2 separate regions of the Sus scrofa genome follow, and region 1 is linked to region 2. Evidence: chromatin contacts called from public HiChIP or PLAC-seq data. All regions are on one chromosome and are shown on one strand. Each heading gives the region's core, a stretch centred on a gene start, on an enhancer-like site or on the middle of the called end of the contact. The rest is flanking DNA. Distances are from core to core; before and after follow the strand shown. Region 1 has its middle 560 kb from the start of FZD8. Region 2 has its middle 370 kb from the start of FZD8.

Region 1 (6,191 bases), core at 1,695-4,194, 180 kb before region 2:
GTCAGCTTCCTGGCTCCAACTGGTCTAAGTGGAAAAGGGGGAAAAAAAAAAAAGCCCACACAGATATTGCCTGAAAGGAAAATAGTCCTGGTCCCGCTATTAGCTGAATGTTGGATTTTTATGCAAATCATTTCAGTTTTCTTGTCTGGCGATTTAATATCCCTGTATCTACTTTACCTCCCTTGAACAATAGATCTGAAAACAAGTTAGAAACATATAAAAGGGCACTGAAAAATTAAGAGTTCTACCAAAAGAAAGTTCTATTATTATTATTTGGTTTAATGACTCATAGGAATCATGCTCACAGTGGCTTGCCTGGCAGATTTGTAACATTTTTCCTGGTTCGAAGCCCACTTTCACTTGGATCCTTTACAGTCTGGGTTTTTATGGAGGAGACATTCTGACTCTAGGTGAAGTGAGATGTGAGTTTGCATTTTTAGCAGTTTTCCACAGAAGAGACTTGACCTCTCCGAAATATCAGCTCCGTTTTTTACAAAATAAGTGGTTAGATATAATCACCCTTAGTAGGCAACAAAAGAATTGCAACATGGTATTTTATTGAGAGATGGAGCTCACCCTTGATTTTCTCAAAGAGGTGGCAAAAATTGCTGTAAAAAGTCAGATCACTTTGTGAGCTATTCGGCCAAAGAAATAAGAACAAAACTAGGTCATGTTGGGCTGATGGGAGACCTGATAGTATTTGGAAAACAAATAGAAGAAAAAGAATGACCCCACCAAAATGAAGCAATCTGGAATACAGTAAAAATTGAGAATTTTTTTTTCTTCATGGACCTCTCTTTATCCACGTGGATAATATCCCTTCATCCCTCACGACTGACCTTTGTAGGGGATGATGTCTTTGCATTAGCTGAGTGCAGTTGAGGTGATGGAATATTTTTGAGGCCTTGCACACTGTTCTCTCAGCTTTCAACTTGGGTTTTCCTTACCACCTGCAACCCAACAACAAAATCTTTATGATTTCCCTAAACAGCCACCGTATTCAACAACAAATGTAATGAATAATAGTAGTTTGAATAGCTTTCTTATGATGTCATTATTATTATCAATTTCCTTATAAGCTATGATCACTTTAAGAGCCAGTGATAATGTGTTTATTTGTTTTTGTGTATATATATTCACAACACCTAGCAAGAAACCTGGTATGACAAGAGAGCTAAACCACTGTTTGTTGATATATGAACAAACCTTTGGAGGCTATGGTGAATATTTACTGCACATAAGGCAATATACCAGCTGCCCACGGAGGAGATACACTTACGTCTTTGTGTTCAGTACCTTTACCGTGAAAGAAGAATGTTTGAACCTGTTGTAGCTACCACACAGAGCCGGTGTGAAAAGCAAAATAAGAAATCTAAAAGGAAGTTTCTTGAAAAATACAAGGTGTCCTAGGATAAAGTGTTTCACTGCTAAGCAACTCTGTGACCATGTCATGAATCATATTCATGTCCTTCAACATCTAATTTCAAGTGTCAGAGTCAGTTCCCATAGACGCGCGGCCTTCCCCAGGCAATACTATGTTTAAGAGGTTTTAATCTCTTTTCTGTTCTCATCTGTATCTGTTTCACTTTTTTTCTTCTAGAGGGGAAGTCTACAACTGAGCTGCTTGCCTATTTAACCATGTGGAAATGGAAGCTGGCCAATACAGACAAATTTACAAATCAGAAATGGTTACCAAGTGTGGTGGTGCCCAGGAGACTCTCAGGCAATGTGAAAATAAGACAGGGTAAGGAATGCCAAAGCAAGGAATCAGCTGAAACAGAGATCTGAAGAGGAGAGAAGACTGAGGCACTTGAAGGTAGTAGAAGAAAAAAGAAGAAACCCAATGTGACCTTTGAATAGAAAAAGCCTACAAAGACAGGTAAGTAAATAACTATATGGCAAAAGTACAAGAAAATGGAACCACATTTTATATGTCTTACAGAAACAATTTACTTAAGAATTTATCAGCAGCCTAATACATGCCAAACCCTGGTCTTGGCTCAGAGGAGACATTTGCAAATATGACAGTCCTTTCGGTTGAGGGAGGCAGTCAATGAACTTAAATTAAATGATAGCATCACCCCCATCCTAGGTCACCCTCAAAACCCTATTAATGTGTATCTCCTCTCCTGGCTGAAGACAGGAAGAAGGAAGAAAAGGATTAGTCCAGAATGGATGAGAAAACCCAAGAGATAAGGAGGCCAAAGAGAGAGGAGTTCTAACAACCTAGCAATAGACAATAGAGAAGATTAAATAAGTAAAACTCATGAGTAAATCTGCAGAGGGGAGCACGAGGGGCCCTTCTGCAGCTTTCGGGCTCAGACTTCTGAAAACAGCCGCCAGTATTATTTCAGTCTTGTTTTTGATGATAAACACTCAACGGATGCCTGAGGTCATGACCTTTAGAGGGCAGTAGTTCACTAGTATCCACTGGAGATGAGACTGGCTTGCAGAGCTGTGATAGAGTAAAATGTGTGGAGATTTTTACACGGGTCATCCAAAAAGTGAAATTTTTTCCAGACACGACTAGGTTAAGTGTTTTTCTGGTGCCTACTTTTTCATTATAATGATGCCTCAGGGAATCTATGAAGGAAAGAAATTTAATCTGGCTATGAGTTAGGGTGCTGCTAGAAAAGCTTAAAATTCTTTAGCACTTTTTTTTTTTTTCCCCCAAGAAGGAAACAATAGACTTAAATGTTTTAAAATATGTGCTGACTTCTATCAGGGTTTTGTTTTTTGGGGTTTTTTTTTTTTGGTTTTTAATAAACCGATAGGAAGGTTACAGCTCACACGCCCTGCCTGCCGGGCTGAGAGAGGAAACTCTCCCTAAGCTCCATGCTCAGTCACCTTTTCTAAACTGGATCCAGTTCAAGGCGACAGCCTCCTTGCGGTCCCCGGTGCCCAGCGGATGAGAGGTGCTGGGTTCACCATGGCCTCAGCTCCCGGGGACCTCCACTGGAGGCTCAGCCTCACATTCAGCTGAAAGGAACTCCACAGAGTTGTTCTGGCCAAGAGTCTTTGGCTCTGAACCAGCAAGAAAATAATTTCTAATTCTTTTTTATTTTCAAGCTAAGGTCAAAAGAACCTTGAATCCATTAGAGGTTTTCCAGTATCTTTCATTTGCTCTGTGTGCAGGATAACAGCTTGAAGTAAAAAGGGGTTACTCTTCTCACTTCAGTAGATGGCGTATCACACCTTAGCGGAGGGATCCAAGCAGCGTTACCTTATGTACTGTGAAATTATATGATAACTGAAACTTTTTCTTTGGGCATGCAGTGCCTTTTGGGGGTGGGGGGTGAAGTTCCATAGACTAAGGGGAAAATCTACTGCGAAGAGTCTGAGTTATTTGGTTACTGACGGTGTTACTTGCTTTAAAAAAGGAAAGGCGGGAGTTCCCGTCGTGGCACAGTGGTTAACGAATCTGACTAGGAACCATGAGATTGTGGGTTCGATCCCTGCCCTTGCTCAGTGGGTTAAGGATCCGGCGTTGCCGTGAGCTGTGGTGTAGGTCACAGACTCGGCTCGGATCCCGCATTGCTGAGGCTCTGGCGTAGGCCGGCGGCTACAGCTTCGATTTGACCCCTAGCCTGGGAACCTCCATATTCCGTGGGAGCGGCCCAAAGAAATAGCAAAAAGACAAAAAAAAAAAAAAAAAAAAAAAAAAAAGGAAAGGAGTAGGGTACAAGGGTTAGGGCTTGATGAATGCTGCTCAAAAATAATTGGTATTAGGAAAATGCAGACAAAAACAATGAAATACCACTCGACAGCCATTAAGATGGCTGTTGTCTAAAACACACACACACACACACACACACACACACACACACACAGAGCATAACAAATGTTGGTGAGGACGGGAGAAGCGGAAATCCTCGTGCACGGCCCATGGGGATGTAAAGTGGTGCCGCCGTTATGGAAAACAGGACGGCTGTTGCTCAAAACATTACCCGTAGAGTTTCCATGCGATCCCAGTATTCTACTTCTGGGTGTGTACCCAAAAGAATTGAAGACCGGGATTCAAACAGTTACTTGTACACTTAGTTTCATAGCGTTATTCACAATAGACCAAATAACCAAAACGTCCATTGAGAGAAGAAGGGATAAACAAAATGAGGGATGGACACACCGTGGGGTAAGTAAAAGGAAGGTCATTCTGACCCACACAGATAAGTAAGCCAGACACAAGGACGAACACTGTGCGGTTCCACTCATCCCGTAGGTGCTCAGACTCTTAGGAGTCACAAAGAGGGGACGGGGGGAATGGGGAGTTGTTTAGTGGGTGCAGAGTCTCAGTTCAGGAACACAGAAAGTTCTGGAGGTGTGTGGCGGTGCTGGTTAGACTATAATGTGATATACTTAATGCCACTGACTTTACACCTAAATGTCATGTCGTAGTAGATGCCCTGTTTTTTAATGTGGTAGCTTTTGCCACAGAAACAGTTTTGCTGGATCACAAATGGCTGAAGCTTTAGCCACCGCCACTTAATCACCACTGTCACCCTCAAGAAGCTTCAGTAATAATGTCCCCACGTGCATTATCCTCCCCCAATTTGCTTATGAGAGTTACAGTTGTGAACGTTCTTTTCTGTTATGCATGCTGTACGTATGTGAGAGTTTCTCCAGGGTTTGTTTCCAAGTTCAATTGCTAACTCAGGAGAGTATAGCTTCACATTTCCTGAATAATAACAAAGAGATTCCCAAGGTGCTCCTGCTTATTTAAACATTCACAAGCAGTAATGAGTTACTTTACATCCCAGGCAACTTTCAGTAGCATGTAATTGGGACTTTAATATGTGTTTTGCTGATCATTAATACTTTATTACATGTATATGCCCTGTGTTTTATATATACTTCTATATAATTAGTGCCGATATGTGATTATATCATAATTAGTAATGCTGAGCATCTTTTCATGTGCCTATTGGCCATTTCTGTGTCTTCCTTGGAAAAAAAAAATCTGTTCAGATCCTCCACCTATTTTTTTAATCATATTTTATTGTTTTTTTGCTATTGAGTCATATGTTCTCTTTGAATTGTTCCGTTCAGTCCTTGTATTCTTCAACTCTAGGATTTCTCATTTTTTTTTTAATGGTTTCTGTTTCTTTGTTGAACATCTTAATTTGTTTACGCATTGCTTTCTTAATTTCCTTTAGCTGTCTATCCCTGTTTTCTTATATTTTACTGAAATTCTTCGAGAGGATTTTTCTGAATTCCTACTGGCGGGGGTACGAAGAGAAGCAGGGAGATTAATTAGGAGGATATTGTGCTAGTACACATCACATTTGATTATAGTTCCAACCAGGTTGTTCCAAGAGAGGTAGAAAAATAAGGTCAAGTGCTGCATATTTTAAGAGTAGAGCCAACAGAGTATACACATAGATTGGTATGTTGTACAAAAGAAAAGGGCGGTGAATAAGAGTGAGTCCATGTGGGTTTTAGGGGGATAATTATAAGCCCAGTACTAGATATATTGAGTAACAGAGAGATGTCTAAATTTCAAATAGAAATTTAGTATTCTCTTCAATTCTTCATTCTCTGTGGCAAATCTACACTTGCTTAAGTATACTAAACTTTGTAAGTATAGTAAGACTAGATGTGTGAAAAGGCAGTCCTTCCATGCTTTCTTCTCTAAGTATGTCTTAACTGTTCTTGGTCTGTTGCGTTTCCATAAAAATGGTGGAATATGTTTCTCGAGTTCCATTAAAAAGCAAAAGCAAAAATAAGCCAAAACTACTGATAACTTTTAATGTAATTTCTTTGACTCCGTAATGTATTTTTGGGAGAAATCAAGAACTTAATTATTATCTGACTTCCAGTGTGAATATGATTTACATATCAATTTATATGTCTTAATTAATTTCTGTAAATGATGTTCTGTAATTTTTTCTCTAGAAGTATTACACATAACTTATTACTTTAAAAATTTTGCTGCTATTATAAAAGTTATATAGTTTTTGCCCCTTTATTGTTTGTAGATACATAGAAACAGAGCGGATTTGGGCTTATTAGTTTCTTTTCCAGCAAGCTTATTAAAATTAATGATTTCTAATTCTAGATTTAATAGTTAAATAATTATAATCTCTAATTCTAATCTACCAATGCTAGTATAATACCTCTGCGGATTCTCTTATACATTTTTGCTTTTTTTCCTTTTTCTTCCTTTTTCCTTTTTCCCTAGAGGAAGTGGAAGC
Region 2 (6,684 bases), core at 2,650-5,149:
GTTAAAACTAATTTTCCTACCACACTTAACGACTCCTAGCAGATAATAGAATCTATTCCCTCCTCTCTGCTCATTGTGGATCCACATGGCTGTTAACCAGACTTCAATTTGACAGGTTTAAAATTCCATCTCATTTCTTCCTCACCCTAAGCTCAAGTAGCTAATGAGCAGAAAAATGACCACAAAGAGGATAAGAAACAAGTTACTAGGAAGATAATAAAGAACGTTGACGACTGAGAACTGGCTGCCACTTGTTGACCTGCTCAAGGAACTTCCTGAATAAATATATGTGGTTTAATTTTTTAACAAGATTTATTTTTCAAGACCCTCACCCCCCAGGATAGGAAAAAAAAATGTAAAACATGATCCTTTATTAAAGTGGTTTCAGACATCCAACATCAGAAGAAAGGAAGACAAAGCAGAAAGAAAAATCTGGGCGTGTTCTAGAAAGACAACAGAGAGTAGAAGGGTCATGGCAGGCTTGTTCCCTGGCATGAGGTCAACCTGCTGTCCTCGGTGACAGTCCCAGGTACAGTCCCAAAGATGACCCCCATAGCACCCTCTGTGGGCAGGTGGGCCCCGTAGAGCCTCTCTGCCACTGACTTTGCTCAGCAGCTGCCCAGTCACCCATGGCACAGCTCCATGGTGGCACCACTGGTTGTGGTTACCAGCTTTCTGAGCACCCGTCCCTCATTCCAACTGTCACTTGGTCTCCTACATCCTGAAGCTGTAATTCTTCCCTATGCAGTTCTCCCTGAATCTGTAGCCCCTTGCACGGTGGCTCTCCAAGGACCTGGAATGAGAAGGCTGGCTCTGGAAAGAAGCTAGAGATCTACTTACTTCTCATGTCCCGCCCCAAGCCCTATCAACCGCCAGCATGCACACATGTGCACTCGCAACCACACACATACATTTTTCCATGGGGAAGCCGAGCTTCCAAGACAACGCAGCATCTTGACCAAGTCAGTGCACTGGTGCCTCAGTGTCCATCCCACCATGTGCATCTCCTGAAGATGGTAAAACTTAAGGAGCTGGAGATGCAGCCCCACCCGGCAACAGAGTTCCACGAGGGAGACACGTGGCACTACACATCCTCCCCCCTCCTGGCTCCTCCCCCCTTCACTCTTGTTTTGCTGGAAAGAAGCCACCACCCCTCACACCTGTAGTCTTCCTGTAGGAAGTCTTCCAGGGAAACATGGAGTCTGTGTGGTCACTTCATAAAGGCCACGTCTAAACCTGGACCCTAGAGGACAAGGACAAAGTGTGGTAGAGAGAGTATGGTTGTTGGCAAATGGTTGCTTTTATAACTTTATGTAAATCATGCAAACGTATTTGTGTTCTAAGGTTAAACTCGGTATATGAAAATCACGTGTAAACTGTGAGCCTGTTGGGAAGAGTGGATTAAGCAAAAGCCCCACTTGTCTGTTTCTCCCCTGCCCCCTCTCCGGAAGGAACCAAAAGCAGAGGTGGGAACAAGTTCAAGGTACAGTCCTGAGTGATCTACCTTCCCCAAGCTAGGTATGCAAACTAACTCCAAAAGGGACCTGGAATTGGAGAAAAAGAAAGGGTGTTTTTTAATCAGAGCAGTTTGTCAAATGCACTCTAACCGTCATTTGGATTTGTACAGCTCTTTAGAGCTTACAAAGGGCTTTTACTTTAATGAATTGCAGTCACAGCTTTATTCAGTGACTCTGGGCTTGAAACCAGGTCTTCTAATTCTTATTCTAGTACTCTTTTTTTTTTTTCTTATTCTTATCAGTTCATCAATATCTACAAATTGTGTGGGAATCTGGACCATGAAATAGGGAGAGTGTCCACGTGGATTTCGGACTGTGGTTTTGAGTAGACCCAGCAGCTTGTTAGTGGTTGAAGGGACCTTCTAGTACTAGGAAGTCAATACCACATCTTTACCCAGACATAAATGGAAGACTGGGTGGGAAAATAAATTTCTCGGGTTCATGAAGAAATCTGATGTCACCTCTTTGGCTGGAATTCAGCTATCCAGATGCCTACACGATATCCGTCTACCCTGGGTATATGCACACCCTCCTATAGGCACAAAGATCCCCAATTTATAGAACCCAATTCTCTCCAACTGGGAAGGGCTGTCTTGGCCAACTCACCTCGAAGATACCATTTTCCTTACCAGTAACAGACAAGTGCACTGGCAAGCAGTATAATTCAGGCCAAGTGGGAGGGAGAGGAGATGTGACGTGGAGCTTCTGCATAAAGTTTCCTTACAAGGACATAGGCTCGAGACACAAGATTCTGTGTTCTTCTGTCTCTGGATGTTGTTGAGTGTTGTTGTGATGGCTGGAACTGCTACAGCCAGGTTGCAATCCTGAGGAACCAGCCTTAGGATGAAGTCAATCTAAGAAGTAAATTAACCTTGCATTATTTAAATGTAGAGCTTTGTCTAAGCAAGATCATGCCTTCTTGTTATTTTAAGCCACTTCAAATTGTAGTATCAGGCATCTTGCCTAAGTAATCTGGAGTTCCCATCACAGCTCAGCAGAAATGAATCTGACTAGTATCCATGGGGACGAAGTTTCGATCCCTGGCCTTGCTCTGTGGGTTAGGATTCAGCTTTGCGTGAGCTGTGGTGTAGGTCACAGATACAGCTCAGATCTGGCGTTGCTGTGGCTGTGGCATAGGCTGGCAGCTACAGCTCTGATTCAACCCCTAGCCTGGGAACCTCCATATGCCATGGGTGCAGCCCTAAAAAAAATTAATAATCTGTAGAAGGATAAAATATCTGGATGGATTGATGGGTGGATGGATGACAGATGTGTAGATTAAATAATTATGTAGCTATAACCGTCTATCATTTAATCTTCATGACAGTCCAGGGTGGCAGCCATTCCTATGTGCACAGGACAGAAAAGGACATTTAGGCTCAGAGAAGTTAGATGAGTTGGCCAATGTCGTACAGTTACTGGGTGGCATAGGAGATTCAAACCCACCCTAAGTGACACAGCCCTTGTCCATTGGATTTGGTATTTGACTACTCCATAGCATGGCCATTTAGAGATTTGGGGGATATCTCAATAGTCACAAATGGTTTCCCTTCCAAAGTCTAACGGTACACATAGTTGTGTCCTAACGGGAGCAAGAGCGACCAGCTGCAAAATGGCTTGGGAACTCTCTAAACAAAATCCAAACTAATTTCTCTATTTCTTGAGCAGTCAAACAGTTCGGCAGAAGAGATGGCTGGGGTGTCTGTACTGTCTATCCCCTCAGTCAGAACACTTTTGAGAGTGGAGAGACACCCTGCTAATCGTTAAGCCAACATGACAAGCCCTTACCCAGACAGTTTGGGTTAAATGGTCAACCTAGAGGAAGCCAAGGGAAGCACCCCAGGCCTTCTTCTCTGCTAGAAACATCACCATAAAGAAGTTCTGAAAACTGTCTCATCCTTTCTCTGTGTAACCGAAACACTCTATTTCTGTACCCTTTCCTAGTGTCCATTTAATAATTAATCATTTCTTCTGAAACTGAGAGGGGAAAATGCAGTTCTGGAATTTGGGGGTGACTTGGGGATTGGAAGCAAACGGCTCTAGACCTCAAGCTAGATGAGCAGGAATAATGGTACTTATCATTTTACCAACTGACAGGCAGAGAACAGTGTCTGAGAGGAGAAACTGTGCCATGAAAAATTGAAATAAAGAAGAAAACAAAATAGAGAGAAAATACAAAAGAGCTGGTCCTGAAAGAGAGCTGGTATCCAGGAGCGTGTTTTACTTGTCCTATTTCACCATAACCCTGGGATACTTTTAATTACTTGGCTCTTTTACAAACAGCGCCTGACTATTTTGTCAGAGGGTCAAGGATAACAGCGGGACCTGCCCTTTCCTTGTGCTTAAAGGGACACCACCCCGTAGACGTTCGCGGACACCCAACCTGGAACGGCTGTCAAGGACACGCATTTTTTCCTGGCCAATCTTTCCCCAAAAAAGCTTCTCCTGGAGACTGTGCTTGCTCAGGCCGAGAGAAGAAGTCGGCACCATCAGACACTGTCTAAAAACCCAGAATAAGATTTTGTCTGAGGTGCAGCGAATGCCTAGTCGATCTCATATTTAGTACTCGCACTGAGACATGTCCAGACAATGGAATTAGAAGGGGGATATAAAAGGGAAAAACCAGTGAATCAAATGCTGATGATCAAAAAAAATTTTTAAATTGAATTTTTAAAAAAAGACATGATTTTTTCTTTGGTCTTTTTCCCCTTCCAGTTCAGAACATATGCCTTTTTTCTTAAAGGATGCTAATTACACTTTACTCACTAACCCATTAAATTAAAACATTCGTTTAATAAGCTCCGCTAAGATTTCATCTGAGAATTTATTACACACTAGAGCTGATTAAAAGGATGCCTGCGTAGAAAAATCCAGCTTGTTTCTACGTAAGAATAAAAGAAAATCCTGTCCACAGTAGGGTTAAAAAGAATAATCATTTTCATAGTTGTTAGTTCTTCTTTAAATTTTATATTTTGCTTGTCTCCTTAACTGTAAATCTTTAAGATTGCATAACCCCAATTAAGAAAAATAAAAAGCAAATTGAGAGCCAGTATTCACAGAGGAATGCTGTTGGCTACGGCCCCAGATATTTTTTGTATCTCCAGTGAATTGCCTGTAAAATTTCCAGGAAGTTTGGGAAAACTTTGCATTGACATCACTCAGCAAACTTGGAAAAGTTTTACCAGGGGAAAGAGTGGAGGCCAAGCTGACCGTCTGGAGTACTGCTCCCGGGATATTTGTAGACTCAGTTAATGCTGATGAATTTTGCAGAAATCTCCATTCTCTATTTCCCACCTACATTTCTAGTCTCTTTATTGAGGAGTACTTTAATAATTTAACCCAATTTTATCTTTGCTCTAGGTTTTCTCCCTTCGCAGAGTTTCCTTGTTTATATCTTTGTCAAAATGGGCACTTTCTGTATTATGATATGGAAAAGCAAAGAAACTATGCTTAGGTTTATTTCACCTTCAATTATAAGAATATATTATCAGCCAACATCGTTGAGAGGTTTATACTTGAAAACACCGTGATTCCTAGGGAAATGTGTCTAATTTAAAAGAGGAAGTTATTTCAAATCACTCTTTTAACTGGTTGTTTTTTTTTTTTTTTCTCCTGTAGTTCCATTTTAATGGCACAGAATCATGTCATTTTTCATGAGAAACTTTATGGAATTTTTAAATGATCTTATAGATTAATTTCAGTTGATAAGCTGTTAGAATACTATATTGGACTACAGAAAAATATATTCGTGAAATAGAGAACAAAGGTCATCTCCTTTAAAATACTTTAAAAAACGAGTCTCACAGAGAAATATTGTATTAATAAGAGCATATTTTGCAGGAAAAAAACCCTGTGAGCTAAAAAATACTGTGAGCATTTACATGTTACAGTGTTCACTGCTGTATATACTTGGTCAAAGCTTCTCGTTTGGAGCAGCTCTATTGCGATATGTCACAGAGTGTACAATTACATGGTACAATTCAATGGTTTTTTATTTTTTTCATTTTTAACATCCGCAAGAGCTGGATTTTAGGAATTATATATTTTTTTCAGGCTCTATCTTTTTATTTTTTATTATTTTTTTAACTCAAAGAAGTTGGTGACATTGATAGTTGTGCAATGATCATCACAACCTAGTTTTGTAGTATTTCCCTCCCAAACCCCCCATCAGTGGTTTTTATTGTATATGCGCATATACATGGATAAGTGCCATCATCAGAACTAAATTTAGAATATTTTCAGTACCTCGAAAGGAAATTCTGTGTCTTTAGCTCTGCATTCCCGCCTTCCTTCCCGCTTCTCTATAGATTTGCCTATTCTGGACGTCTCATATCAACAGAATCAGGTAATATGTGGTCTTTTATGATCTGCCTCTTTCCCTTAGAATAATATTTTCCAGGGTCATCCATGTTGTGGCATATATCAGTACTTCATTCCTTGTAAAGGCTGAACAAAAGACTTTTTTAGAATCTAGATTTGAATTATTTATGCCTCTTTATTGAATGGCTTCAAATCAAATTCTGATGAGCATCCTTTCATCTTGGTATACAGTGGCTCTTCAAAAAATATATTCTTCAAAAATTTTTAAGATTCTAGATTTTTCTGTGTCTTGCTAATATAACGTTGGAAGTCAAGAAAAATACTTCTCATTCTGAAATCAATCAGCAAAGAACTAATGTTCAGTAAAAAATAGACATGACTGTCCAACAGGATTACAATGTATCAGGGTAAGATTTATTATAGATATTCCAAGAGACATCTATTATTATCTATTTATTATAGATATTCTGGAAGGATCTCAAGCATATTTTATGTTCTTACATGAACGTTATTATTTTATTGAAGGCATTATTTATTGAAATATTTGCATGTGAAATGCTAAGATCTATGCATGCCACACAGTGTACAAAGCTCTTTACATATTCATGTTATTTGAATGTTCATGCTTGTTTAATCCACAGTTTTAGTGATTAGATGTCAGTCTCTCCTCCAGTTTACAGATGGGGCACTGAGACTTGAGAACTTTCTGGAAGCTTCTCAAGATCACACAACTAGGGAGTTCCCGTCGTGGCTCAGCAGAAACAAATCCGACTAGGAACCATGAGGTTTGGGGTTTGATCCTGGCCTTGTTCTGTGGTTGGAGATCTGGTGTTGCCCTGAGCTGTGG

What was found. HiChIP or PLAC-seq counts read pairs in DNA pulled down with a chosen protein or histone mark.
Region 1: a contact with region 2 is called in an H3K27ac HiChIP or PLAC-seq map of skeletal muscle, with 4 times the contacts expected there. The contact joins two enhancer-like sites. A contact is called at or near these places in 1 of 47 Hi-C or Micro-C datasets (subcutaneous adipose tissue) and 1 of 2 datasets of contacts at active chromatin or transcription factors (skeletal muscle).

The regions. Positions count from the first base shown.
Region 1 is chr10:58,648,709-58,654,899 of Sscrofa11.1, reverse strand. No RefSeq gene overlaps it. Among named protein-coding and RNA genes, the nearest start is that of FZD8, 560 kb to the right of the region's middle. Within about 2 kb of position 2,944, at least 5 of the 83 cell types and tissues checked have an H3K27ac peak or open chromatin away from gene starts, as enhancers often do. A contact at or near this core is called in skeletal muscle and subcutaneous adipose tissue, where this site is marked.
Region 2 is chr10:58,466,631-58,473,314 of Sscrofa11.1, reverse strand. No RefSeq gene overlaps it. Among named protein-coding and RNA genes, the nearest start is that of FZD8, 370 kb to the right of the region's middle. Within about 2 kb of position 3,899, at least 17 of the 83 cell types and tissues checked have an H3K27ac peak or open chromatin away from gene starts, as enhancers often do. A contact at or near this core is called in skeletal muscle and subcutaneous adipose tissue, where this site is marked.